Regions from separate parts of the Mus musculus genome. Here all the other regions are linked to region 7. A link is a contact called in public Hi-C, HiChIP or PLAC-seq and promoter capture Hi-C data. All regions are on one chromosome and are shown on one strand. Each heading gives the region's core, a stretch centred on a gene start, on an enhancer-like site or on the middle of the called end of the contact. The rest is flanking DNA. Distances are from core to core; before and after follow the strand shown.

Region 1 (3,842 bases), core at 1,022-3,521, 270 kb before region 7:
GAGTTAAACTTAATGGCAAGCCTAAGGGCCTGGGTCGGCATCCCAGGACCCAAAAGGTGGCAGGAGAAAGCTGAGGACTGGAGAGATGGCTCAGCTGTTAAGAGCATTGACTGCTCTTCCAGAGGTCCTGAGTTCAAATCCCAGCAACCACATGGTGGCTCACAGCCATCTGTAACGGGATCCGAAGACCTCTTCTGGTGTGTCTGAAGACAGTGACAGTGTACTCACATATATAAAAGAAAGAAAGAAAAAGCAAACAAAACTGAGAACTGTTACATGTTGTCATCTGACCTTCACTGGTATGCCATGCCTCATGCAACACCCTCCACACACATGTACAAAACAAATAAATTTATAGAAAGATAGAACAATTGTGTTGCTTGGTCCGCAGAGTAAGACCTTTTCCTGTTCCTAGCAGCTTCTCCATCTACCCCTAAGGGGCCCGGCTGGCTAGGTGAGGGTTCCCTGGAGTAGAGAGAACATGTTTGATAGAGGATCTAGAAAGGCCTGAAGAACGATTTGTCCAGGGGCCTTTGCCTTCCTGGTGGGCCCACAGGTAAGAAGGCCTAGGAAGGAGAGGTGGAGGAAGGGAGCCGAGTTCTTTCTGGAGGTTACAGGAGCAAAGAGTTTCTCAAGATGGCTCAGCCATCAGCAGGCATAAGTGGAGCAGGTTGCAGAGCTGGAGCGCTGTGACACTGCCCCCCAACATCCTGACACACCCCCGACTCCACCTCACTGTTCACCCCTTCAGACAATAAGCCCTGATTGCAGAACCAGGAGGCTTCTGTGAGGCAACACAGCCCCGGAGCAAAACTGGCAAGCTGCAGGAGGCCTCCTGAAAGGAAGAAGAAACTCCATCCACCTTTGGCCTAGTGCTACAGAAGACGAGGACTAAAGGAGTCGGAGGACAAGGAATACCTTGAGGGGAGAAATGTTTCTGCTGCTCAGTCAATTTTATCAAGATTATCATGAGATAAACCACGTTCATCGTCATCGACAGATATCGGAACACATAGGATGCGAACTGCTCATTAACGCCAACTTCCTCTCAAGGCCTTGGATGAATACACGGGTACACACACACACACACACACACACACACGCACACGCACACGCACACGCACATGCACACTCCCTCTGTATTGCACACCACACACTTGGATCTACCCACCCTCTGCGGCAGCTCCCTGTCCATGTGAATGGGCACACAGAGTTGCCCAGCAACTGCCCCATCCCGCCAGGCTCACCTCCAAAAAGAAAATCATCAAGATCTTGCTCCAGCGTTTGGACTCTGTGAGGGCACTGTGAGTGGCCAGGTGGCTGCCCTTGACGGTGAGTGTATAATGGCACACACCCAAGATTGTGATGCCCGTGGCAAAGGCCAGGATATTATGGGCGCGTAGGCACAGGAACCCTGCAAAGAGGACGGACCAGGGATCAGGATCTTTCGCCACCTTTTGAAAATATGAGTCCAGACCCACATACACACACTTTCCCAAATCCGGAGCCAAAGAGGGCCAGCCTTCGGCCTGTGACAGGTTCCTCTAAGGCCTGAGAGGGGTGGTTTGACTTTCTCCGTGGGATTTGGAACACACAAAAAAAATCCCCACTGGGCTTTTCAAGGATATTTTGCTGTCCTCGTTCTGCCCGGTCACCCTCCTGAGCCCCCGCCAGAGCAGAGATGGGGACTGGATGTCACAGAGCCATTAGACCGCTAGATGTGCAGCCGGCTTCCTCAGTCCTACTCATCCCATCTCCGGTGTCCCCTGTAGAACATGCTCTTCCCTTCTTCCGGTTCACTTTCCCCTTCCCCACGGCTCCTTGTGCAACTTTTTCCTCCACCACTTTCAAGCATCGGACTTCCTCCCACCTCCAGCGGGACATGAGTTGAACACCCCCAGCTAGACTTTGGAGAGTGAGGTGGGATCCAGGATCCTCAAGTCCTGAGGTTCCCTTCCAGCCTGCACCACCTTCAGCCGCGCCACCCCCATCCGCAGCCCGTGTCTCTGTGTTTCCGTCGTACCTGCCGGCAAGGCGAGCAGGCTGAGAGCGAGGATGGCGCAGTCCACACCGTGGCGCTCCCACCACGAGCTCGCCCGCACCACATCCTGCACCTGACGCTCCAGCTCTTTCAGCAGCGCCTCAGCAGCGCCGTCCCCCGGAGGCGCACTACGAACGGTCTCCATGGGTTCCCTGGACTCACCGAGCTGGGGACAAGCGAGGAGGACCCGGGATTCGGGTGTGAGCTCGGTTGCTGCGCCGGAGAGAACACGCGGGGAGGAGGGGAGGAGCGGAGGGGCGGAGTCACGCATCTGGCTGGGACACCACTAGCCTGAGGTCACCGTGGGAGGCGCGGGGTACCTTCTGCCACGCACAGCCATGACCCGTGACCTAGGCGGGGCCTAGAAGCAGCCTCTCCCGCCAGCCCTTGATACCAGGGCAGCTTGGGGAGGGAGGAGCCAGAGTGGTGCGCGGGGTGGGGAGATGACCCTGAGACAAGGACCAACCTGGGGTAGAGGGAACAGGACTGGGACAAAGTAGCAGACCCCCGAAGGCCTTAACTGTTCATCCACCTCCTCTCAGTCTCCATCTCGGGTTCGTTGTGCGTTCTTAGTCCCCAAACCCAAGTATTTCTATCTCATTAAATTATTAATTTGTATGTGTAGATGTGTCCACGCGGAGTTCAGAGGATAGTTAACATGGGGGCGGAGGGAGTTTGCTCTGGTTTTAAGCAGAAGTGACTTGTAGGGAGGTGGCTTTGCAGCCCGGTAATGGGTAGATAGATACAGAGAAAACATGTCCTGAGTTCACCACTGGGTAGGCAGACATACTGCTAGAATGTCTCTCCAGCTCCACTGGATGGGGACAGCCAGGTCTGAATGGGCCTGGGACAAGCATGAGACTTGAGAATGCCTCTTCCCCTAACATCGGTGCTGACGCAACTGTCACCAGCGTGACTGAGCTGGCGTGGTCCTTTGAGGATAAGCGCCTGACTCCCTTCTCTGCCCCCTTTACATCTTCACAGTACTCCCCCCAGTTTCATTTCAAAGCCCTTTAAAAAAAAAAAAAAACCCGACTGAGTCCTGTGTGTGTTTTCCCAGGAGACCCTTGGGCAGTAGGGCACGAGTGAGGGAGAGCGAGCTATGGCTTGAATTTCTCTCCTGGTACTCTCCTTCACAGATTCAGCTATGTTCTTCAAGTTCATGTGTGAAGCCATCCTCTGGCTACACAATTCTCTCAACTGGCCATGTAGCCCAGGCTGGTCTCAAACCTACTGTCCTGCCCAGCATCCCACATACTGGGACCTGACATTCTTTCTGAAGGGACAGGATCAAGAGGTCCTGAGCAGACCCGTGTCCTCCACTTCTAGACATTTACTAGGCTTTGTGTATTCCCATGTCACCCTGTAAAAATGACACCCACTTGTGTAGTTCAGACCTTTCTTTCTAACATCTTGGTCCTAGGGATCAAACTCAGACAGGCCCCAGAGTTACCGAATGGCTAAACTCCAAGTCCAGTTCTCTTGTTTTAGACAGAGAAAGGGAACCGCCAGTCTCCCTCATTATGTCCCACCCAGAGTCCCCACCACAAGAGTAGAATTTTTAGGGAGGAAGATGCACAAGTTTTAGAAGTGAGAATAGTATGATTTGATTAATTGGGGGACTAATTGGGGGCATAGAGGGATCCTACCGCCTTTATCATAAATAGAAGTTCCTGGTACTTCCAAGCCTGCTGCCAAGCCGCAGCTACCCTGGTATACATCACTAATAGCAATCTAAAGGGGGAAAAGGCTGCGAAGATGTCAGGAGCTGGCAGGAGGGGGCTGGAGAGATGGCTCAGCA
Region 2 (4,093 bases), core at 1,186-3,685, 400 kb before region 7:
ATACTTTATCTTAATATACATAAACTAATAACACAAAAGGTACCCGTATGCCCCCCAAAACCAAAATAGGTCGGGACTCGGTGGTCCTTTGCTTTCTGGGACTAAGTTCTAAAAGGCTGGGCCTCTCTCCTAGCAAGAGTGTTACTGCACCAGCATAGCACCAGGGGGCGCCAAAGCACTGCTAGGGTGTGGGAGCTGGTTGTGACCCCATCACCAATCCTCACTAAGGGGGTGAAGGAGACCCCAGACTTCTCCTCTCCCAGCTCCCAGAAAGATAATAAGGGCCCTCATGCAGGGAGCTAGCCCAAAGCCTTGGGCAAGATAAACATGGAGATTGTCCTAAGAGGAATAGCAATTACTAGGTACTGAGTCTGCTTGGCTACCTCTGGCTTTCCCAACCCTCCTTCTGGAAGCGTGCACGGGCTTTTTCTTCAGCACACACGAGCAGTGGGGCACCTGAAAACACTCCTTCCTGATCTCTGGACCTCACATCCCAGGGGATGCCCCGCTCTCCCATGGAACCTCTCTTGTCAACTTTCCACCTGGGTTCCTAGACAACCAGAGGTCAGAGTCTGGAAAAAACTTCCCCTCCCTCCCAATCCCGAGACAAGGTGTACAGCACCACGGATATTTAAGGCAGAGGTCAGAGCCAGATAAAGAACTTGTTGGCTCCTGGAATGGGTGGGAGGCAGAACTGAACAAAGCCATAGGCCAGTTTTTCCCACTAAGCCCCAGCTTGCTCGCTCTCTCTCTCTCTCCCTCTCTCTCTTTAACTTCAGACCAATACTAGGGCAAAATGGTTTTATCTTTTCCTCTTCCGCTAAATCGGGTTGAGAGGGTGGGAAGTTGTCGATTTGGGGGCGGGCTGATGCTATGTGCACAAAACAAGGAAGTATGAGCAAGTCTGGGGTACGGAGAGGGGCAACAAGCCCTGTAGGCCCAAGGCCATGTGTCTCCCAAAGCTCTGATCTGACCCTTAGAAGGAAGGACACTCGGAGGTGTGCAGATCCATGACCAAAGGAAGCTTTACTACATCTATATAGGTTGGGCAGCGAGTGAGGCTCCAAGAAAGTATGCATTACACATATCTGAGGTTACTATATTTGCTTTCAAGGCAGAAATCTTGCTCCCAGAGCAAAGTCAGCACTCTAAACTTGGGTTGATAAGGAAACTCTCTGTGACCTCTCATAGGAAGATCAGGGAGGAGCCTGGGCTCCGGGTTCTCTTCTGGGGCTCTGAGCTGATTGCTGGAGCTCTAGTCACATACATAGCTCTGGGCCTCTGGCATTTCTGTTTTTCCAGAATTAAATTGCAGTATTTTGGAAAATATACTCTGACCGGTTTTTCCCCCTCTGTTTATTCCCAGAAGGAGGATCGTGTTAGAGAGTTTGTTACGTGGCACGTTGTGGGAAACTGTTACCCAATGTCCGAATCATTCCATCTTCACCCATTGGCGTCCTCATAGGTTCAACTTACCCTTAACTGACTACCCTCCCCCACCCCCAGCCTCTGTGGCCACATCTGCGCTGGCAAGAGGGAGCTGGAATGCTTATCTCACAATCCAAGTCATTTTTCTGTTGAACAAAGCCAGTCTTCCATTCCCTCTGAAGTGAATCCTGAGATTGACTACCTAGCTGTCTCACCCGCCCTCTCTCCGTGGCTAAAGGCTACTGCCAAAACTAAGCCCTTTATTTATTATTCATTTATCTGTTCTCAGACAGCCTGTCTTCCAGGTGGGCTGCAAGGAGCCTCAGTCTCTACCAAGCCCTACAAGTTTCTAGAAGGGATCAGAGCCCAAACCTCTGTCTATATGCATGTCCAGGGATAGAGGGGCGGCTCCACAAGAAGAAACTTTGTTATTTAAACAACTCTACTCCGGAGTTATTCTGTTACAGTTACCCTGTTACAGTGTTACTGTGTTACAGAAGACATCCGTCCGGTTCTTAAGTTGGCTCTGGGGAGGGGGAGGAGTGAGTGTGGGGGAGCATGGGGTGGTTTCCCCAGCAACTGTCGCTCCCCTCTCTCGGGCCAAGCTATGCAACAGGCTTTGGCTCAAGGCGGTTAAAGCGTTGAGAATCCTTTACCCAGAGACTAGCTCTTCTAAATCCCCCTCCACAACGTGGAAACCAGAGCGGAGCCCGTGGGGCCTCTGGGCTCAGTACCTGGAACCCCGCCCCAGCCCCGGCCTCGGCCCCGCCCGATCAGCCCAACTCCGCACTTGGTAACAAACACTTCCACTTCCTGGGCTCTCTTTTCTTCTCCCGCTGCGGGGTGCCGCGCCGAGTGCAGGCCACGCCCCACTCTCCTGATTGGTTAGATTTGTTCACCCTGGCGCAAGAGCCCGGTTCGTGATTTCTGATTGGTCTACTGTGATCCACACCCACCGCGCGGCCCCGCCCTCGGGTTTAGGAGCTGGGGCGGGTTCTGGAACGCTCAGACGCCGCGCAGGGCGGGGATTGGCCGGCTCCCTTCCTGTGCGTTCGCAACCGCGGTTCCCGGGACACCTGTTCCCTGTGCCCCGTGCGGTGCTCAGCTCCCAACTCGAGCTCTGCGGCTCGGGGAGAAAGGTCGTGAGTCCCCGGCCTCCGACGGCACCCGCGCTGAGCCTTCGCAGAACAAGATGAGCGCGGACGCAGCGGCCGGGGAGCCTCTGCCCCGGCTCTGCTGCCTGGAGAAGGGTCCAAATGGCTACGGCTTCCACCTGCACGGGGAGAAGGGCAAGGTGGGCCAGTTTATCCGTCTGGTAGAACCTGGCTCGCCGGCCGAGAAGTCGGGGTTGTTGGCTGGAGACCGATTGGTGGAGGTGAACGGTGAGAATGTGGAGAAGGAGACGCATCAGCAGGTGGTGAGCCGCATCCGCGCAGCGCTGAACGCCGTGCGCCTGCTGGTGGTCGACCCGGAGACCGACGAGCGTCTCAAGAAGCTGGGCGTCTCGATCCGGGAAGAGCTGCTGCGCCCCCAGGAGAAGTCCGAACAAGCCGAGCCTCCAGCGGCCGCCGACACTCATGAGGCTGGGGACCAGAATGAGGCCGAAAAGAGCCACTTGGTAAGTGCGGGTTGGGCTTGGTGTAGGACTAGGATTCTAGAGAGACTCGGGCACCCCGGACTTCCAAGCACTTTCTGAAACTCGAGCAGCGAGGAGGAAACGGCTTCTGCCCTCTGTCCCGGAGCCTTCGCAGTTTCTAAGGCGAGCTTCGGAGTGCGACCAGCGACCCCACCGCCCTGTCCGGGCTGGCTGGGGAGCGGAGCTCCTTTGCCGCCTGCATCTCCTGACTGCTTGAACTTTGCGAAGACGGCGCAAAGAAACCCAGTCCCCTTCTCTGCTCCCATTCCTTGGATTCCGCCCCACAACCCGGACTCATTCCTGGGTTATCCTTGCCTACAGCTAAGCTAAGAGCTCTCCCCACCACCCCCCGCATCTCCCTCCCTCCCTCCCTCTTTCTACTCTCTTCTCTTCAGTCCCTGTGGATGGTAGCTCAAAGTGGCTTAAAGGCTGAATAACTAAGGGTCCCTGGGAGGACCCCTTCAGCCCTACCCACATCCTGGGTCCTCTAGTTTGTGCATCATTAACTCACACCGGTTGGACTTCATCCTTCTCAAGACTAAAGTGACTTCTAAGAAAGAGAGGAAGTCTCAACGTCTCGGAGCTAGGGGTGGGGGTGGGGTGCCGGGAGGAGGTGCAGAAGCGTCTTGGGGGTGGTGGCTCTGCCACCCCGGAGGATTTATGGTCCTCTGGAATGTGAGGAGTAAGCGCTCGCTAGCTGGTATCTGGGAGCCTGGTGGGAGGACCTTAGAAGAGGAGGAAAAGGAGAAAGATGGGTGGGGGAGGGAGCAGGAACAGGCCAGGCAGCGTCCTGCAGAGCCGACCCTCGCAGGTGGTCCCGCCCTGGTGTCTCCTCTTCTCTGTCCAGCGATTGTAAGCCGGCTGGTTGGGTTTTGCCAGTGGTTGGTATTTCCCCCAAACAACCCCAGTTTGGATCAGCTGCTGGAGGGGCAGTTGGCAAAACAGGAGTTGTGCTGAGAGCCTCCCTGTCCCTTAGAAAACAAGGAGGGAAGGAGGCCAGGTTCAGGGCTCAGACCCTGGGAGCAGGGT
Region 3 (3,850 bases), core at 1,102-3,601, 470 kb after region 7:
CATGAACTTGCTGAGTGACTTTCTGCAAGTTACCTAACTTTCCTGGGTTTCGATTTCCTCTCCAGTAAATTAAGCAATTTGGATGATATCATCTTCTAATTATACTGTACATGCTCATTCGGAAGCTTCTGTTATGAACTCATTAAAAATTAAATCTATGAGATGAAGTTTCTGCAGCAACTTCACACCGGGGGATTCCAGGACAACACATAAGCCAACTCCTCGTATTTCTTTTCTTTTTTTTTTTCTTTCTTTCTTTTCTTTTCTTTTCTTTTTCTTTTCTTTTCTTTTCTTTTTTTTTTTTTTTTTTTTTTTTTTTTTGAGACAGGGTTTCTCTGTATAGCCCTGGCTGTCCTGGAACGACCAGGCTGGCCTCGAACTCAGAAATCCACCTGACTCTGTCTCCCAAGTTCTGGGATTAAAGGCTTGTGCAGCCGGGTAGTGGTGTCTCACAGGGTTTTTTGTTTTTTTTTTTTTTTTGTTTTTCCTTTGTCCTGAATTGATCAATGGGAGGGAAAGCTGCAAAGGAAATGGGGAGGAGCTGAAAGTACAGTCAGATCAACACAAGACAAATAAGCAGAGGGTCAGGAGCATGCTGTAGCCCGAACCTCAGATTCACTGTAGCTGAAATGATCTTCGGTTCCTGATTCCGCTGCTTCCATCCCATATTAGTGCTGGAGTTATAGATGAGTGACCCTTCACATGTTTGCTGCTGGAGACTGAACTCTGCCTTCTTGCTTGCTTCTACCAAAGGTTACGCCCCAGCCCAGAGATCCCACTCGGGTTAGCTTTAACAAGGCTAACTTGATCCCATTTAACAAAACAAGTAGGTTTTGAAAACAATGGATTTGACTAAGTGTGGTGGTGCAAGCCTGGAATCCCAGCTTTTGGGAGCCAGAGGCAGGCAAGTCTATGTAAATTCAAGTCTAGCCTGATCTACATATCAAGTTTCAAGCCTGCTGGGGCTACATAAGTAAGATCCTGCCTCAAAACCACAAACATGTACTCACAAACCAAAAATAAAAAAGAATTTGATATAGATTGAACATAGAAAACAAGGTCAAATGGGAAGTATTACATATCTATGATGGACATTTTTATTATTTTATTATTATTCGTGGAGTGGGTTCTCTCCTACCACCTGTACATCAGTCCCAGAGATCCCACTTGGGTTTGCAGCCTAGGGAAGCAAGCACCTTTACCCCTACTCATCTCCAACCTGTTGTTGTTTGGTTGTTCTTGTTCGGGTTTTTAGACAGACTGACAGCTCTGGCTGACCTAGAACTACCAACGGATGCCACCAGGCTTTGAATTCAGAGATCCACCTTCCGTTGCTTCCTGAGTGCTGGGACCGAGATACATGCCACCGTGTTGGTTTTTGAGATAGGGTTTTAGTACATAGCCTAGCTTGGCCTGGAACTTGTGACTTTCCTCCCTCAGGATGTACCCCTATATCCAGCCTGTAGAAAGTCATTTCATAAAACCATATTCCTAAATGTGAGGCAATTGCCTTGCATTTCCCCGGAACAGAAAGGTTTTTTTCCAGAAAAGGGAACTAGAATGGACTAGAACATTTTTTTTTCCTCAGCCCCTGGCCCTTCTCATGTAGTCTATCACTATACTTCTCAACAATTTACCAAAGTGCCTAAGAGACTACTCTAGATAGAGATTAGGTTCTCCCTTGGACCTTAACCTACTGGAAACAAGGTATTTGGGCCAACCACTGAGTTCAGAAGGAGCCCAAGTGGAGGGGTTCCAGGTTTCAGGGTTGATAAATGTTAATGATGCCCAGGAACAATATGGTGTATTGTAATTTTTAAAAACAAAACAAAGCAACAACAATAAAAAGCTTCTTCAAACTGTCTGCTAGCCTGCATACTTTCTCTGGTGATTTACAGGTTACTATATTATGAAAATATTGGCTGACTAGCTTGCTGGCTCCGAGGCAATGCTCTAGACTGACTTTAGAAACGGTGCGCCAACTGTACTGGTAGGGAGGCAAGGCAATTACTGCACTGCATTTGGAACATTCTCCGTGGAGTTGTTTCAGGCCTCCCTAACTGGTTCCTTGCTCTCCGGAGGATCCAGTTTAAAGGTAGAGTTCACCTCCGACCACACTGACAATGCTCAGGTAATAGTTAAGAGTGACTAGACTACAATTACCACAAGGCATTGCGGATCCTCAGCATCCGGGACACCGTCCGCAAAGATCTCTGGGTATTGTGGTCTTGCACTTTAGCAGCGACACTGTGCCAACGGTAAAATTTCACCGGAAAGGAGGACCACAACTCCCAGCAACCTTTGCTGCTGTGCGGGGGGTCTTCACGTTCTCGTGGCGCGGCGCAGGCGCTGTGGGTCTTCGGCGCGGACCGCGCAGACTGAATAATAAAAGGGGAGCGGCGAAGAGGCAGGAAGACAGGACCATGTCGAAGGGCCCCGGGCCCGGCGGCTCGGCAGCTTCCTCGGCGCCCCCGGCCGCTACCGCTCAGGTGCTGCAGGCACAGCCCGAGAAACCGCAGCACTACACGTACGTAGAGCCCCCCCCGCCGCGCGCGCACGCCTGACGTCAGCGGCCAGCGTGAGTCACGCGCGCAGGGAGAGCGCGAGGCTGTCCCCCCCCCCCTTCCTCCGGCTCGGCCCAGACCGGTTCCAACCTGCTGGGACCGGTCCCAGCTTACTTCAACTGTCACCAACCTCTGGTCGGGCAGTGGGGCGGGAAACTCGGTCCCAGCCTCCGAGTCGGAAAGGCAGGAGCGCGGGTCCCGAATCCACACTTCTCAGGCCAGGCCTCAGAGGCCTGACGGTCTCAGACATAAAACCCGACAAGTCCACGACATGACAAGTGGAAGTCTGTACCAACCAGCACGAGACCTGTCTAGAAATGACTGTTTGCTTGAAGTCTCGGGAGGAGACTCTGTGCACCGGAGGCCTTTTGTATCTTTAAGGCCTGTTAGATTGTCCACGAGGATCACCCATGCTTGAATTCCCTTAAACAGTCAAACGTGCAGAAATGGGCTCACTCCGTGCAGGCTGTACTGTCTAGCTTGAGTCAGCGACATCCGGGGTGTTAATGGTTGCAGACCCCTTCAGCATCGGGCAGGCAAGGGAGCCTCATCGTAACTGGCCTAAATGAGATTGCCACAATGTAAAAACTGCATGTGTACAAGCTTAGGTCCCTGCCTTCCTTGCTGTCATGTCACAGTAGGCCTAGGTTCTGTGAGACAAAGGCCAATGCTGTAGTTCCTCTTGTAAAGCCCTGTTGGTTTCCGTTCCCTGCTGTGTGCCAGGAGTGTCCCTACTGGGTGCCTGAGTGATGGGCCAGTTTAGGAGATCCCAACCTGTGGAAATGTCAGAACCCGAGAGATTGAACAACACTCCAGCGTCCAGCCAGGAGCTGGCAGCATCCGAACTAAAGTCAGGCAGAAGCAGCTCTGGTTCAACACTTTTGGGAGTTGGGACAGGGGAACATTGGTTATAGAAAATGTATTGGTTTCTTCAAATGACTAGTGTTGGCTGACGTCATCCAAACTTGACTGTAACTCAGGTTAGCCTTTCAAGTATGGTGGTCATCAGTTGGTCCTTTCTTACTGGAGTTCTCTCTCACTCTGCAACCTTGCCATTGCTTTTGATAAGAAGGTCTAACATCAGAATAACATCACTTATCTGGTCACACACAAAAATTTGTAAACTTAGTGGAACTGTGAAAAACATCTACATTTGTTTATTTGTATGTGAGTCTGTGGGAACACTCACGCAGCGCCACATGCAGGTGTGGAGGTCAAAACAGTCTGAAGGAATTGGTTCTCTCCTTTTACCTGGAGGGTTCCAGGCATTGAATTCAGTTGGCTAA
Region 4 (3,908 bases), core at 112-2,611, 380 kb before region 7:
TAAAACCAAACACTCCCCCAGTTCCTGAGGGTAAGGGTATGCCAGTCCAGCCCAGCAAAGAGGGCTGAGGAGACCTCTACAAGGCAGGGTGACAGATCTCCCCAATGCAAAACTATTGTCCCCTACAGAGCCAGCTTCTCAATCTGTCAGATGTTTGCCAACTAACCTCACAAAGAGTCCCTGAATCTCACTTCTGGCCTTTAAACAGTAGGCATCAAAATAATGAATTCAACATCTGGGACAAGCACACGTTAAGTCTCCAGAGGATACCAGGGAACGCCATAAGTAATTTAGAACGAGGGAAGAAGACATGGCTTTGTTTTTTTGTTACACACACATCTAGATGATGTAATCCCTCATTGAAAAGCCAAAAAGAAAGCAGAGAGATGGATGACAAGGAAAATAAATGAAAAATGAGCCCTCCACTTCAGCTTTATTCCTCCTGCATGTAATTCCCACCCCCAACCCCCCACTTTGAGTCACAGTCTCATTAAGTATCCCTAGCTGGCCTGGAACTTATTATATTGCCCAGGCTAGCCTCAATCTCACGGAAGAGATGGACCTGCCTCTGTCTCCCAAGTGTTGGGCCAGAATCAAAGGTGTACAGCACCACACAAGTGACGTTTGTTAAACAAGACAGGCTCCTAGATTAAGGCACCCTGTTTCCAATTGCCCTCCACGCTACAACCAGTCGGGTAATGAGTTAGTTACCTGGGCACATGCTCGGAGGTGTAGGGTACCAGGACCACCTTCTTGCCCACTAGCATGGTGTTCTGATTCAGCTTCATTGTAGCTGCCTACTAGTGGGGAGAGTTAAAGACTTCAGAGCCCCCATAGTGTCTTCCCACGCAGGGTGGAACTCTTTCTGTAGCAGTGGAGCTATGTTGACAGAAGAGCGTCCTGCCTTCCCCTCACAACTACGTGAAAGAACGGGGATTCTAAAACTCTTGTAAGAGAAAGAGCCGAAGTGGTCAATACATCTGGGCTCTCACCCAGGGGCCAAGTTCTGGCTCGGTTTCCAGCCCATTCCTACACAACATGCCCGTCCACCCCCAAATGACCTGTTAATCCTTTTTTTAACCTGTTTCCAACCCTAGCCTCCAGCGTCCAGAGTCCACGTCACTCGGCTCTGGCCCTTCCGTTTTCCTGTCCCCAAGCCCCACTCAAAGTTCTCAGGCCTCAGCCCTTTGCGTGGTTCCTCGGCCGTCTAAGCGCTGTAGTTTGCAAACTGCAAAGCTCACAACCACCCCCTGCCGAGGAAGGCGTCCCCAACGACAGGCGTCAGCGTCTGTCCCGGAGAAACAGGCTTTCCGCATGCGCGTAGAGGGGCTTGCTGTCCGCTTCCGCCAGGCAGACGGCAGCCGCAAAGCCCAATCCCGGCCCCGCCCCCGCGAGGCATCCAATCAACGCACTGCGCCCCTCCCCACGCGCTCGCTTGGACGGGGGACTGGGAAGCGTGCGCGTGCGCGTAGCGGGCGCTGGTGCGGGGCCGCTGGTGCCGGGTGGCAGCTGCAGAGCTGGAGGCGGTGGCCACTGTGCCTGGAAGCTAGCTGTGCTGCAGGTCTGGGACGGGCAGGAGGGCAGGACAGGGTGAAGATGGATGTGAATTTTAGAGTTTCACCTGGAAGGGAGGGGAAGGGGAGACTGAGGGACCGGCTCTGGAGAAGAGAGGGGAGGCTTAAGGGTGGGAAACCCTAAGGCAAAGCAAAAGGCAGGTGTCGGTGCGCGAGGCCCCATTTAAAAGAAGAGGCTTTGGGACAAGGAGTTAGGATGGAGGGGCGACCTTGGAAAAGCTGACTCCCGCTGTGGGCGGAGAAGCAGACAGCTGTGTGGGCTGTCCTGTGTAGTAGTGAGCTCATAGATAATGAAACGGACGTAAGCACTTTAGGGTAAAGGGGGCTGTGATGGTTAGTGAGGCTTAGAGGCCCGGAAAGCCCCTTCAGTCACTTGGAGTGTGAGCAGCATCCAGGCACCGAGAAGTGCCTTGCATAGCAAATCAAGTTAGAAGACATGGTCCAGGAAGCCGCGTCCCACCAAGGCTGTCTCATGGCAGATAGGGAGACCAAAGTGTCTGAGTTAAAAGGGCTACAGGTGAAAGCGGCAGACTGCAAACCCCCCACCCCCAGTCTCATCTCTGCAGTTAGAGAACTAAAGTCTACTCTTTTGTCTTAGGAGCTGCGGCTGCTGCTGCCACTGCATAGAAGTAACCTCTTGGGCCAGCCCTTCCTCACTCTCTGGAGATGGCAGGCGAGATCACAGAGACCGGAGAGCTCTATTCTCCTTATGTGAGTTCTTCTCCATAAATGTGTTCTGCTCACCACCATGCTCCTGGTTTCTAGAGAAGCCCACTGCTATCTGTGGACTATACTAATTATGGCCCTGGTTTAAATAGACCCTGGTGAAAAACACAACGGAAACTCCACATAGCTCCAGTCAGGTTCAGCTGTCTTAGCTAGACTCTATATATCAGGCTCGTTCCTCATTTGTTTATAATTTTTTAAAGCTTTTATTTTAAATGATGTGTCTACGTATGGATATGTGCATGCCTGTCAAATCCAAAAGAGGGCACCAGATGCCCTGGAGTTAGTTGTCGATGGTTGGATGCTGCTCAGTGTAAGTGCTGGAAGTGAACTCGGGTCCTCTGCAGGAGCAGCAGGTACTCTTAACTGCTGAGCTGTTTCTCCAGGCCAGTTCTCCTTTTAGACACCTATCAGAGAGCATCAAGCCAAATAGTAGTTAACTTGCTAGTCTCCCATAATATCTATCTCAGGACTCCCACAGATGACACACAGTTCTGCCAGTCAGCTGGGCAGTCACCAACAGCTGTCGCCATGGAGTTGTGTTCCTCTCAGTAGTCAGCAGCCTCTTTCTTCCTTCGCTAAATTCTAAATTGCACAACTCTTGTGGTCTTGGATGTTGAAAGAGGTGGTGAACTGCAGAGTCTCCCAATTGCAGTTTGGTAGAGCATGCAATTATGACAATTAGAGCGATTGATTCCCCTCTGTCTCGGCTCCGTGGCCCCTGCACTCCCCCCACACACACTCAGTTTATCTTCTCTCGGTGCTGTATCCAGTTGGTTGTGGTTATGTGGTTATTGCATCACGGGGCCTTCACTGGGTAAGTCGTTGGAGGTAATCGTGAGTTACCTGGGTTGACTCACATTGGTACCTGCTGTCACCAGGAAAAGCGGCTCTTCTCCACAAGCCGCCTTTTTAGGATTTTTCTAGTCTCAGCAGTGCCCTGCTGTTCATAGGCAGCCACAGAGCACACACAGACACACACAGACACACACACAGACACACACACACGCATGCACACTTCACCGCTGCAGCTCACCAGGGAAAGTGCTGGAGTGGATGGTTACCCTGTCCATGCAATCATGTGATAGTTCTTAGAATCCCCTGTCAGCAAGAAGATGTCTGCACTGTCCCTACACGTTGCCACAGTTCCTGCTTTTTCTGACACTCACTACAGACTTGGAGACGAGGAAGTGAGTTATTGCTGTGACTGTGTTTTAGAAAGAAAGTACCTTATGTCCCCATTCCTTGTGCCTTCACCATGTAATCATCCACTCAGGCCACCTTGTGATGCCACAGCCGCCTGGACAGTTAGGCCTGTGTGCCTCAGGAGCTCCGCTTCACACACCTCCCCCTTTTCTCCTTCCCATCTTCTGTGTGCTTTATCTGGGGTCTTTGCACTTTGCCATAAACAAGCACTGTGATTTTGTTTTTATCTTAATTGTGAAGGAAGAGAGATGAGAAAGATGGGTGCTGGTGGCGACAGGGGGGTGTTAATCAGGTGGTGGTCAGGGTTCTGAGGAAAGCAGCCCTCTTCTTCTTATAGGTCTTTGTTTTCTTTTAAATATTTAATTTTTGTGTGTACAAATGTATGGAATTCATATATATGTG
Region 5 (3,784 bases), core at 644-3,143, 410 kb after region 7:
GCTGGGAATTAAACTCATGATCTCTGGAAGAGGAGTCAGTGCTTTTAACCACTGAGCCATCTCTCCAGCCTGCAAAGAACTATTTTTGTTTTTTTTTTTTGGTTTTTTGGGGGTTTTGTTTTGGTTTGGTTTTTTTGGTTTTTGAGACAGGGTCTCTCTGTGTAGCCCTGGCTGTCCTAGAACGCAATCTGTAGACCAGGCTTGGCCTCAAACTCAGAAATCTGCCTGCCTCTGCCTCCCGAGTGCTGGGATTAAAGGCGTGCGCCACCACACCCAGCTGCAAAGAACTATTTTTAAATCAATGTGTAGAGCTCTTCTTTTCCAGACTGGACTGGGTGCCTACTGGAGTGGCTGATGTCCACAAGGAACTGAGCTGGCCTGGAACATACATCTGAGTGCCGAAAACATACTGGGCTCCTTCCCCAGTGCCCCCACATTCAGGAGGAAGTCTCCCTGGGGACCTGGCCTGTGCAGAACAGCCCTCAGATGGCTGGACAGGGCTGACAGGGCTATTAAAAATCATTTTTATTTGTATTATGTTTGAAGCAAAATCTATATAGCCCTGGCTGGCCTGAAGCTCTCCATGTAGACCAGGCTGACCTTGAACTCACAGAGATCCACCTGCCTCTGCCTCCTGAGTGCTTGGATGAAAGGCCTGCTACACAACAGCAGTGCCCCAACAGACTCGTTTTACTCATTTGTTTATGTGAGAGGGTGGGATGGATGTACACACCACAGAGACCTTGTGACAATGAGTCCCACCAGGAATCAAACTCAAGTCATGAAGTTTGTCAGCAGGCACCTTGACCCATTAAGACATCTTACCCAATCACACTTTTTTTTTTTTTTTTTTTTAACTCCTCTATGTACCAGGCACCAGGGCTGGGGCTGGGCTGGTGAAAAAAAAACCAAAAAACAAAAAAAAAACCAAAAAAACAAAAACCTCCCTTCTCTCTAGCCCAGACCTGGGCATAGGCCTCTCCACCTCTCCTAACTTGGATTACCCCAGGTTGGGGCAGAAAACATGGGTTCTCCGAGTCCACAGTCCAGTGGGATGATCATTTCAAACCAGTATAGCAAATGCCATAAAGAAGCCATACTCTGGTCTGGAGGTCTAGTTTAGTGGTAGAGTACATGGCTGATACGCATGAAGACCTATGTTCCATACCAAGCACCGAATCAAAAGGAAGATAATAAAAGGACAGGTGTGGTGATGGATGCCTGTAATCCCAGCACTTGCAAGGCAGGGGCAGAAGAATTACCCCAAGTTCAAGACTAGCCTGGACTACACAGTGGGAAAAGGCCATATTCTCCGACCAGACTTAGAAACCAACAGAGGATGTGGCAAAGCCGAAGAAAACTAAAGATCTTGTAACATTAGTTCAGGGTCTTCAAATATAAGGATAAATCTGGCTGAGTTTCAGACTGCATACTCTGGCTCTGACACTTGGCGAGCTTGAAGCCCCCACGGGTTGAGGAGGTCCAGTGCCAGCGGTGAGCATTAGCTAACCTGGTGAGACTAGAGTTGGGTTCTTGCAGCGCCTCAACGGACTCATTATTAAACAGAAACGGGGCCTGAAGGCACTCGAGAGCCTGCCGCAAGAGTAAGATTTGTGAATCAGCTTGTCACCAACACTGTAACAATCCATGAGTGCTACTCCACACTAGGTCACGTGGCCTCTTGATGGCTACAATTACATTTTAAGGAGATTTGAGTATCCGAAGAAACCTAGAGGCCCCAGTCCTTGCCTATCGGTTCCTCTAGTAGAGGCAGAGAGAACCCAGTGGCCAGCAGTCCAAGAGTGCTAAGTCTCCCTACCAGTTTGGGGCACGACCTATCCTCGCGCTGACACGGAGAGGGTGGTGCACGACCCGATGACCGTCGAGGCAGCGGGACTGACCCAGCTGGGCTCACTGTATTAAGAAGCGGACCCGCGACCCGGAGCGGCCCGGGGACCCGATCTGGGAGCCTGGACGGGTGGGGAAGACGGAGCCCCGGTCTGTGCTGCAGGGAAGAGTGGCTCCTCCTCCAGCCCCCTCCGCGGCGGCTCGGGGCTCGGGGCCGGCGCCGGTTGAGCCGCAGCCCTTTCCGGGGGGCGGGCCTGGCGGCTGCGGCGACACCCCAGCTCCTGCCCCGACAGGTGCGCGCAGCGCGCAGGAATGCAGTCCGCCTGACTCACCAGCGCCTCCTTCCTACCTGCGCCGCCCGTCCATAAAGCGCTGCTGGCTCCCGCCCGCCGCCGCCCGCCCTGCTGTCCCGCCGGGCTCGCCCGCGCGCTCAGCTCGACCCAACGCAGCCCAAGTCCGAGGTAGTCTCACTAAGGTAGGTGCAGGTCCCGCTGCAGATCCGAGGGCACACCGCCCGCCCCGGTGCCCCGGGACAACAGGGCTGGAGAGGAAAGTGAATACCCACTCCCGCCCGGGGCTTTTGTTTCCCTTCCCTTCCCTGAAGATTGGCAGGCCCTGGCTCCCTCTGCCCATGCTGCCAGGACAGGTGCCAACCCTGCCAGGATGTGGGAAGGGGACAGCTGGGAGCGGGGTAGTTGGGATCTAGGGAAAGAATGGTGAACATCAGATACCCCTGCTAGAAAAGGACACTGGGTAGGTGGGTAATAGGAGTGGGTAGAGGCTGGGGGCTCACCAGCCCTCTGAGTGCTACCTCCCCTGAATCTGAAGACAGTAGAGGAACAACTTAACTACCTTGCAGCAAGCCCCCTTCTTGTCCGGCTTGACAGGACCTGCTGTGTGGTGACCCGGGTGCATGTCAGGCGTGGGGAGTCCCTGATTTTCCTCTTGGCTGGCCCGCAGCCTGCTCTCTTCCCAAAGCCCGCTCCAGGCACCTTTGTTTGGGGGACCTTTCAGAATCTCATCCAGCAGTCCCGCGAGCACTTGGCCCCGCCATACACTCTTTCCCACGATCCTTGGAGGAGCCTTCTGGCTGTCACTGTGGCCCGGGACTCCAGGTGGCTCCCAAGGGTAGGGGCAGACCTCTTCCTTCTTCCTGACAGACTTGCCACACCCTGAGCATAGGTTCAACCCAGATGGCACGTTTGTTTCTACCCTCACTAAAAGTGAAAATCGAGTCTCCTGGGGGCTGAGAGAATGGACAGCAGAAAATGAGCGTTTGACTCCTTAACTCTGACTTCCAATAGCTGACAGGGTAGGCAAGGGGCTGTTACAGCTTCAAGAACTGCTGTCCTGTCTGGCCCAGCCTGCCATGGCTACACACTCTGTGATGGCATCCTCAGTCCTAGTCTTTATGTGGAATCTTGTTTCTATACTAGGCGACTACTTTTAGAACTTTTAAAATACAATTTGGGTCGAAGCAAACACTCGAGTGTCTGCCTAGGCCTTTACATTATATAGTTCCTGTGTGTGTGTGTGTGTGTGTGTGTGTGTAGGTTCAGTGTGGAATCTACACTGCCCCCAAATCCCCGCCAGACCCTCCCAGTGCTGACTGCTGGAATGGGAGGCTCCACAGCCTCAGTGCCTCATCTGTCCTAAGGCACACACAGGCAAGCCTCTCCCACTGGGGTCCTGTGCAGATAGATGCCTTGTTAACCCTTTGCTGACATGCTGGGTGTGTGTTGCCGTCCTGTCTGTTTGGGACAGCCCTGTATTCTGGGTCTGTGTAAGAGCTGGGTTTGTCCCTCTGGTGCCTATACCTGCCTAGGTAATTGAGCCCTGAGGAGGCCAAATCTGCAGCTTGCATTATGTAGCGTGTGGGTGTGGTGCCTACGCCCAAGGCTGTAAGAAACTCATTTCTCCTAGGAGTCACGCCTCT
Region 6 (3,823 bases), core at 1,298-3,797, 450 kb after region 7:
AGACAGCTGGCACACTCCACTAAGGAGCTCCTGGTTATGAGGTGGGGGGATATGAGGGGAGCCCCTGACCTGCAGTCAATGAGTAGTGCATAGCCTTTCTGCCCCAGCAGCGCGATGAGTTGGTCCATGATGCCACAGGGCACCCCTGCGAAGCTGTGCTCAGCCCGTTGACACACCTGGGCCCGGGCAGCTATTGCCCCCGAGTCTGCAGCACAGGGTGAGGTTGGGAAGCTGGGGGTCCAGGAGAGGGCATGGGGGGCGTGGCCACCCTGGAGCAGCAGGGCTCCATTGACAATCAGAGGGACTCCCCACCCTCCCTCCCTAAGCCAAGAAAAGGAAGAGGCTCTGGCCGCAGAGATCTCAGAGAGGGAAAGCGGCGGCTAAGTGGTACCTGGGCAGAGCTGCTGGATGAAGGTGTACGTGGCCACTTCCAGAGACGCTGAGCTGGAAAGCCCACCCCCCAGGGGCACTGAGCTGACCACCACTGCACTGAAGCCAACGAGCGGGGAAGCTGCGGGGGGGCGGGGGGAAGAAGGATGCTGATAAAGATGGGAGCGTGGACATAGGAAAAACGCGTGCCTTACCAGCCTGCTCCACTCAGGGAGCCACCCACTCTGCTGCCCTCTGAGTGTGCTGGCTTAATCTTCCTACTAGCCTTCCCGATTTAGGGTGGCAGAGGCCAGCAAGCTAACAATTGAATTCGGGCTCCTCTAATCATACAAAGGAAACCTAGGGCAAGTTCCAAGCCTCCAGAACCTCAATGGCTTTATCAGTACAATGGGATGCTCCACCCTGGAGGAATGCCGAGATGGGGTGAGATGATCCTCCCAGAAGCAGCCTGAGTGAGTCCTATACCTGGGTAATGTTGAATCACTCCCTTGACATAATTGGCCCACTGTGGGATTCCAGGCTCCAAGGACCACTGGGCTGAGGGCAGTGGGAACTGCAGTCTTTGGGGCTCGTCTGCATCTTTGGAAGTGGTGAGAAGAGAAACAAGCCCATCTGTCCGGGGGCTGCCAACCATCACGGTCACGAGCTCCAGTGCCTGGAAGGAGTAGGCATGTGTAGTCTATACCACCTGACAGAAGAAGTCCACCCAGGATCACATCATAGCCACAGAATCTATTTTTGGCTTTTTGTTTTGTTTTGTTTTTAAAGTTTTTGAAAACAGGGTCTCACTGTGCAATCCTGTCTGGAACTTTCTATGTAGATCAGGCTATCCTCTAACTAAGAGGCCCACCTGCCTCTACTTCAGAATGCTGGGATTAATAAAAGTATATGTGGGTGGAATATCCCATTGCAAATAGAAAACTCATGTCACTTGAAGTTCTAGAACAGCCCCAGGGTGACTGAAGCAACCAGGATCCAAACCCCAAGGTTCTGTCGTCTGGGACACACAGGGCCGTGAAGGGAATAGGCTTAGCTTGAAGGAGATGGGAGAAAGCGCTTCAATTAAGCGTTAGCCTTGGGGGCTCAGAGCACAGCCTTGTGGGTCTTCAGGGGCGGGGCCAGTGGTGATAGGAATGTGAACCTGGACTCTGCCCTAGCTAGCGTCCAACTGTGGGCCAAAGGGGACAGATAGTGATCTTATGCAAAAACAGGCCCAGAGGGGCTCCAGACTTCCTCCCACCTGGACCCAGCTCTGCACGCGGTAATCCCTTGTTCAGGAACTACTTATGCGCTGAGAGACCCAGGCTGAGAGTCCAAGAACCGAATGTGTAACTTTGAGGGAGTCATTAGTGCTCTGTGGATCTACTGTTTTCTCTGTAAATTCAAGGGGATGGGCCGGGGGGGGGGGGGGGGGAAGCTACATTTACACAGGTCTACCTTTGCATAGGTCTAGGTCGGTGCTGTGGGCCCAATCAAAGTCAGAGGGCTAAATAACCTCCTTTTTTTTCTTTTTCCTTGTTTTAAGAATCTTACAGCCCAAGCTGTCCTGGAACTCACTTTGTAGTTCAGGCTGATCTTGAACTCGTGGCAATTCTCATGCCTGAGCTTCCCCAGTACTGGACTATTAGGAATGCGCCACCATGCCTAATACTCTCTTATATTGCTTCCTTGGTCCTCACATTTTTAAGAGGTTCATACTTCCAAGTTGTGGGCGATGCCCCCAGAAGGCGGGCTCGAGAAGACAAACCGCACAGCCCCCCTCCCCCCAGCTCTGGCTTCCTGTCTTCGCACGTGGACAACTGCACGTCCCGGGGTCTCTCACGTCTGCTAGACCGCTTCACTCCGCCTTCCACCCGGAGGGTACCCGCCCTCCCGTGCCCCCTATGCCAGCCCTTCCCTACCGCAGGCCGGGCCAGCACACACAAGGAAGGGTCCCCAATGCGGCCCCTCACCATGGGCAGCACCAGGCCCTGGTTGTAGTCCGTGTGCTCCCCGATGAGGTTGACGCGGCCCGGCGCCGACACTGCCAGCTCCGGCTCGGCTCCAAACTCCTCCATGAAGGCCCGGCGGGCCTCGGCCAGCAGCTCCTCGACCCGGGGCGGTCTCCAAGCAGCCATGACGCTCGTCTGCAGCTGGGCGCACCGCCCCGCGGGATGCTGGGGGCGGAGCCACGTGGCGCGGACTTACATTCCTGTCCTTCGCGGGACCCCGCCCCCGCTACGACGGCCCCGCCCATCCCACCTGCAGAGCGGGGTCCAAACTTAGCTCTCCAGCGCAAGCCAACGCGGCAGCTGACAGCTGGAGGAAGAGACTCGGTTGCAACTTGTATCTTCGGTGATGTCCTAGCAGGAGTTTGGGGCTCCCACTTGAGTAGCAGTTAACACAAATGGAGATCTGAACTTCCCATCCATCCCTGAACCTGGAGCCTCTTAATGCGCTCCCATCCCCATCATCATCATCCCTCACACAGCCAGGGCAACACCAACACGAGCTGGCAACAGGAACAGCTGAGTGTCCCAGAGGATCTAGCGAAGTTATGCTAAGTCGTCAGCCCCTGGTCGGTCATGTCTCTAACAGGATGATGTGGTACACAGTCTAGGGATAAACAAGGAGAGCCAAGGTTCGAAGCCTTTTACAGGCTCCTTCTCTGGCTCCTGGCGATGGAGGACTGAAGTTCATCTCATCCAGTGGCCGGCAGGAAGCAAGCTCAGGCACTCCTCGATGACGCAAAGGCTACTGCAAAGATGGCTAATGTTGTTGGCCCCTAGCAGTTGCTTCCTCCACAAGAGCCTTGGTCTCAGAGACATGACCATCTAAAGCCTTCATGCTGGCCCAAATCTTTGCCTGGATTCCTAGCTATTCCTGGTCACCTTGTGTGAAACCTTCTAACAGAAGGACTAAAATGTAAGACAGTAAGAGTGGAGAACGGTAGGGGGTGTAGCTCAGTGGTAGAGAGCACATGCATTCAAAAGAAACACACAAATAAATGTACTATCTTATTCAAAAATTAAATAATTTCCAAGCCAGGCATAGTAGTCCATCTCAGCACATGGGAGACTCAGGCCGGAGGAGCGGCAGTCTGAAACCAGTCTGGGCTAAGATTCTGTCTAGAAAACAAATAAACAGGTTTTGTTAACAAAAGACATGTAAATCAAGAAAGCAGTATGTGGGGCTGGAGAGATGGCTCAGTGGTTAAGAGCACTGACTGCTTTTCCAAAGGTCCTGAGTTCAAATCCCAGCAACCACATGGTGGCTCACAACCATCCGTAATTAGATCTGACTTCCTCTTCTGAAGTGTCTGAAGACAGCTACAGTGTACTTACATATAATAAATAAATCTTTAAAAAAAACAAAACAACAAAAAAAGAAGGTGTGATCTTCTAAAAAAAAAAAAAAAGAAAGAAAATAAGAAAAGAAAGCAGTATGTGAGCCA
Region 7 (3,726 bases), core at 1,196-3,695:
TCTTGTGAGGCACTGCCGTGGCCTAGCAAACACAGAAGTGGATGATCACAGTCAGCTATTGGATGTCTCACAGGGCCCCCAATGGAGGAGCTAGAGAAAGTACCCAAGGAGCTAAAGGGATCTGCAGCCCTATAGGTGGAGCAAAAATATGAACTAACCAGTACTCCTCAGAGCTTGTGTCTCTAGCTGCATATGTATCAGAAGATGTCCTAGTTGGCCATCATTGGAAAGAGAAGCCCCTTGGTCTTGCAAACTTTATATGCCTCAGTACAGGGGAACGCCAGGGCCAAGAAGTGGGAGTGGGTGTGTGTGGGGGAGGTTTGGGATAGCTTTGGAAATGTAAATGAAGAAAATATCTAATAATAAAAAAAGAATTGTTAAAACAGTAAAAAAAAATTGTTGGTAGGGCTGGAGAGATAGCTTAGTGGTTAAGAGCATTGACTATTCTTTCAGAGAATTGAGTTCTATTCCCAGCAACCACATGGTGGCTCACAACCACCTGTAATTGGACCTGATGCTGTCTTTTGGTATGTCTGAAGATAGTTACAGTGTACTCATATACATAAAATAAAAAAAACATATTTGAGGCTAGAGAGATAGCTCAACACATATGAGTACTGGCTGTTCTTCTAAAGGGCCAGGGTTCAATCATCAGCACTCATATGGCAGCTCACAACTGTCTGTAACTCCAGATCCATGGCTTCTGACATCCTCACACAGACATCATGTAGGAAAAACCAACGGACAGAAAAATAAAAACAAGGGGGCTGGAGAGATGGCTCACCAGTTAGAAGCACTGACTGCTCTTCTAGATGTCCTGAGTTCAATTCCCAGCAACCACATGGTGGCTCATAATAATCTGTAAAGGAATTTGATGCCCTCTTCTGGTGTTCTCAAGACAGTGTACTCACATACCTAAAATAAATAATTTTAATAAATAAATAAATATTGTCACTGGGTGGTGGTAGCACAGGTCTGTAACCCCAGCACTCCAGAGGCAGAGGCAGACAGATCTCTGACTTTGAGGCCAGCTTGGTCTACAGATTAGGTTCAAAGACAGCCAAAGCTACAAAGAGAAACCCTGTCTTGAAAAACTAAGGGCTTGCCGGGTGTGGTGGCACACGCCTTTAAACCCAGCACTAGGGAGGCATAGGGCTATACAGAGAAACCCTGTATCGAAAAACAAACACACACACACACACACACACACACACACACACACAAAACAGAAAAAAAAAAACCCAACCAACAAACAAACAAAAAAATAAAGACAGACAGACTAAGGGCTGGTGAGATGGCTCAGCAGTTAAGAGCACTGACTGCTCTTCCAGAGGTCCTGAGTTCAATTCCCAGCAACCACATGGTGGCTCCCAACCATCTGTAATGGGATTTGATGACCTCTTCTGGTGTGTCTGAAGACAGTGACAGTTTACTCACATACATGCAATCTTTTTTAAAAAGTTAATTATAAAATTTATTTTATTGTATATATACTGGTGTTTTGTGTATGTCTGTGTACTACATGTGTGTGCCTGGTTCCACAGAGGCCAGAAGAGGGCATCAGATTGCCTGGGACTGTTCCACATGTATGTGAGTGCTTTGAATTGATCCAGGTTCCCCGGGAAGAACAGCGTATGCTCTTAACCACTGAGCCAACACTCTAGCTCCCTAAATCACTGATGATTAGGATTTGGATAAAAATTTGACAGAAAGGTTTTCCTTTATTTCCTTAAAGTTTGTGGGAGTTTGGTTTTTGAGTCTGGGTCTCAGTTAGCCCCGATGCGAGCTCAACCTTGCCATGTAGCTAAGGCTGGTTCTGAACTCCCGATTTTTCAGTCTCTACTTCCCAAGTGCTGCATCTTCCGGCTTATGTTACTATGCCCTACTTCCAAGTCATGTATGACCACCAATTTAAGGTAGAAATAGTTCAGAATAATCCTAAAGAAAGAAAAGTTGCCAGTACATAAAAGATTGAAGTCCCGTTGTTTACGGATGTCATGTGTCCGAGACTAATTCCAAAATAAGCGCATTATACTGGTCGGAGTTCGGAAAAGGGACTGAGAATATTCTAATAACAGACCAGGAGGGAGGGATCACAACTACCGCTAAGAGATAAAGTAGGATTACAGAGACGGAGTAGCTCTCCAATCGAAATAGATGCGCCAGCACGCTTCTGCGCATGCGCACACCCTCCCAGCCACCGCCTCTCCCGCCATCTCCGGGGACCTTTCCCTCACCTAGTGTGGGACTGTCTGTGGCGCCGCCTGATCTACTGGGAACATTCCTTGAGGACCCGTGGGCCCTAGAGCCGTTTTCATGATGTGTTGTATAGGTTAGAATAGTGGAACATGTGTGAAAGGCTTCAAGGGGCTGTGTTTGGCTAAGACGAAGGGATCTGTTGCGCTAAGGTCTGCAGGCGCTGCGCAAGCCGCCCTGGAGGGGGTCCTCTTTGGCAGCTGTCTGTGAGCGGGAGGCCTGAGCGCAGAGAAGCGGCCGCGCGGCAGGGTCCCAGCCGCGGGGGGCACGGCGCTATGGAGGAGCTCGACTGCGAGCCCGCAGTAACTGTAAGGGCGATCGGAGTGGAGTGGCTTGGCTTGTTGCACTGTGAGGGTTACGTTTCTTTGGTCATTTCAGGCTGCCTCCCTACATGCGGGACGCACGCTTCTTCCCTGGACACAGTTGCCACCATCCCGAATGTCAGGTTAACTGGGAACTAGGTTATGGCAATAGTGGTCCCTAGGTCCTGTGAATACTGGCCGGCTCGCGGAAACCCCACTGCATCACCCTTGTTTTTATAACCTTTCTGCTTCTCTAGTTTTCCCCCCTTGGGCGTTAGAATGAGATTGGTGTAAGCCCCACATGGTCACTCCAAGGGATGAGTTGGCCTTTCCCTGTCCTGCTGTCCTAGTCCGAGGCTTAATAAATGCATAATTTGTTCTCACGGGAGACAATAGACTAGTTTCTGTCGCGTTGTATTCTATTCCTCTTGCACCTAGAAAATGTTTTTTTAAGTGTGTATATGTCTGAATATGTGCACAGCATCATTGGATACGACCTAGGCTGTTCGCCTGGTGTATGGTGTTCGCAGTTACACTTGGAAGTTGAATGGACAGTTGTAGGGCTAACAGCTCCTGTGCCTCCTTATGTCTTACTAGTGGATTCCAGGTGTGAATTCCAAGAAGAAGCAAATGTGTTTTGACTGGGGCCCCGGCGAGATGCTTCTGTGTGAAACTTCCTTCAACCAAACAGGTAGGCAGTTCTTTTTCACATCTGTCTTGGCACATTGGTTGACTCTCTGAGGCAGGAAACTGGAGTTATTTGGCAATATTTTTATTTTTGAAACTTTGTTTTTTTGCTATTTTGAGACAAGTTGCCCCTATGTAGTCCTAGTGGGCTTGTCTTTGTGCAATCTTTGTGTAGGTTTGAATTCTACATCTTCTTCCCTCGACTTCCAGAGTGCTGGGACTTGAGGTGTGTGGTTCAACACTTGACATTAAGTAATTTTTAAATTTTATAGTCTGTGTATGGGCATTTTGTCTACGTGCATAACTGTGCACCACTCCGTGCTTGGTGCCGCAGAGGCCAAATGAGATCATTGGATTCTAGGAACTAGAACTCTATATTTATGTGAGTTGCCATATGGGGTGTTGGGAGTTGAACTTAGGTCTTCTGGAAGAGCTGCCTGTGTACTTCTTGTTTGGTTTTGGTTTTTTGAGATGGTTTCTC

What was found. Promoter capture Hi-C pulls out the DNA fragments that hold promoters and counts their contacts. Hi-C and Micro-C count contacts between places; a contact is called where the count stands out from the background. HiChIP or PLAC-seq counts read pairs in DNA pulled down with a chosen protein or histone mark. Capture Hi-C pulls out chosen DNA fragments and counts their contacts.
Region 1: a contact with region 7 is called in a promoter capture Hi-C map of adipose tissue. The contact joins the promoter of Fads6 here to the promoter of Nup85 in region 7. A contact is called at or near these places in 5 of 39 promoter capture datasets (HPC-7-derived erythroid cells, embryonic stem cells, neural stem cells and 1 more), 1 of 115 datasets of contacts at active chromatin or transcription factors (pancreatic cancer cells) and 2 of 9 other capture datasets (adipose tissue and pancreatic islet).
Region 2: a contact with region 7 is called in a Hi-C map of differentiating embryonic stem cells, with 4 times the contacts expected there. The contact joins the promoter of Slc9a3r1 here to the promoter of Nup85 in region 7. A contact is called at or near these places in 1 of 39 promoter capture datasets (stem cell-derived epiblast-like cells) and 2 of 484 Hi-C or Micro-C datasets (differentiating embryonic stem cells and embryonic stem cells).
Region 3: a contact with region 7 is called in a promoter capture Hi-C map of neural stem cells. The contact joins the promoter of Unk here to the promoter of Nup85 in region 7. A contact is called at or near these places in 8 of 39 promoter capture datasets (embryonic stem cells, liver, neural stem cells and 2 more), 2 of 484 Hi-C or Micro-C datasets (B cells and rod photoreceptor) and 4 of 115 datasets of contacts at active chromatin or transcription factors (Th17 cells, bone marrow-derived macrophages, large pre-B cells and 1 more).
Region 4: a promoter capture Hi-C map of cranial neural crest shows a contact between it and region 7. The contact joins the promoter of Nat9 here to the promoter of Nup85 in region 7. A contact is called at or near these places in 4 of 39 promoter capture datasets (cranial neural crest, embryonic stem cells, frontonasal cranial neural crest and 1 more).
Region 5: a contact with region 7 is called in an H3K27ac HiChIP or PLAC-seq map of embryonic stem cells, with 6 read pairs. The contact joins the promoter of Itgb4 here to the promoter of Nup85 in region 7.
Region 6: a contact with region 7 is called in a Hi-C map of B cells, with 7 read pairs. The contact joins the promoter of Galk1 here to the promoter of Nup85 in region 7. A contact is called at or near these places in 6 of 39 promoter capture datasets (embryonic stem cells, liver, neural stem cells and 2 more), 2 of 484 Hi-C or Micro-C datasets (B cells and rod photoreceptor), 4 of 115 datasets of contacts at active chromatin or transcription factors (the SCID.adh cell line, Th17 cells, large pre-B cells and 1 more) and 2 of 9 other capture datasets (embryonic stem cells and pancreatic islet).

Annotation. Positions count from the first base shown.
Region 1 is chr11:115,295,291-115,299,132 of GRCm38.p6, forward strand. Fads6 (fatty acid desaturase domain family, member 6) reads right to left here and starts at 2,272. Exons shown (of 6, transcript NM_178035.5): 1 at 2,024-2,272; 2 at 1,248-1,414. The coding sequence starts at 2,186.
Region 2 is chr11:115,160,906-115,164,998 of GRCm38.p6, forward strand. It overlaps Slc9a3r1 (solute carrier family 9 (sodium/hydrogen exchanger), member 3 regulator 1), which reads left to right and starts at 2,436. Exons shown (of 6, transcript NM_012030.2): 1 at 2,436-3,046. The coding sequence starts at 2,621. It overlaps Rab37 (RAB37, member RAS oncogene family), which reads left to right. Exons shown (of 9, transcript NM_021411.4): 9 at 1-1,335.
Region 3 is chr11:116,027,965-116,031,814 of GRCm38.p6, forward strand. Unk (unkempt family zinc finger) reads left to right here and starts at 2,352. Exons shown (of 16, transcript NM_172569.4): 1 at 2,352-2,527. The coding sequence starts at 2,424.
Region 4 is chr11:115,186,038-115,189,945 of GRCm38.p6, forward strand. Nat9 (N-acetyltransferase 9 (GCN5-related, putative)) reads right to left here and starts at 1,362. Exons shown (of 7, transcript NM_025400.4): 1 at 1,082-1,362; 2 at 712-800. The coding sequence starts at 788. Tmem104 (transmembrane protein 104) reads left to right here and starts at 1,450. Exons shown (of 10, transcript NM_001033393.2): 1 at 1,450-1,561; 2 at 2,173-2,285. The coding sequence starts at 2,241.
Region 5 is chr11:115,972,832-115,976,615 of GRCm38.p6, forward strand. Itgb4 (integrin beta 4) reads left to right here and starts at 1,894. Exons shown (of 40, transcript NM_001005608.2): 1 at 1,894-2,323.
Region 6 is chr11:116,010,172-116,013,994 of GRCm38.p6, forward strand. Galk1 (galactokinase 1) reads right to left here and starts at 2,548. Exons shown (of 8, transcript NM_016905.2): 1 at 2,343-2,548; 2 at 856-1,045; 3 at 392-511; 4 at 70-205. The coding sequence starts at 2,507.
Region 7 is chr11:115,561,999-115,565,724 of GRCm38.p6, forward strand. It overlaps Nup85 (nucleoporin 85), which reads left to right and starts at 2,446. Exons shown (of 19, transcript NM_001002929.4): 1 at 2,446-2,564; 2 at 3,156-3,249. The coding sequence starts at 2,532.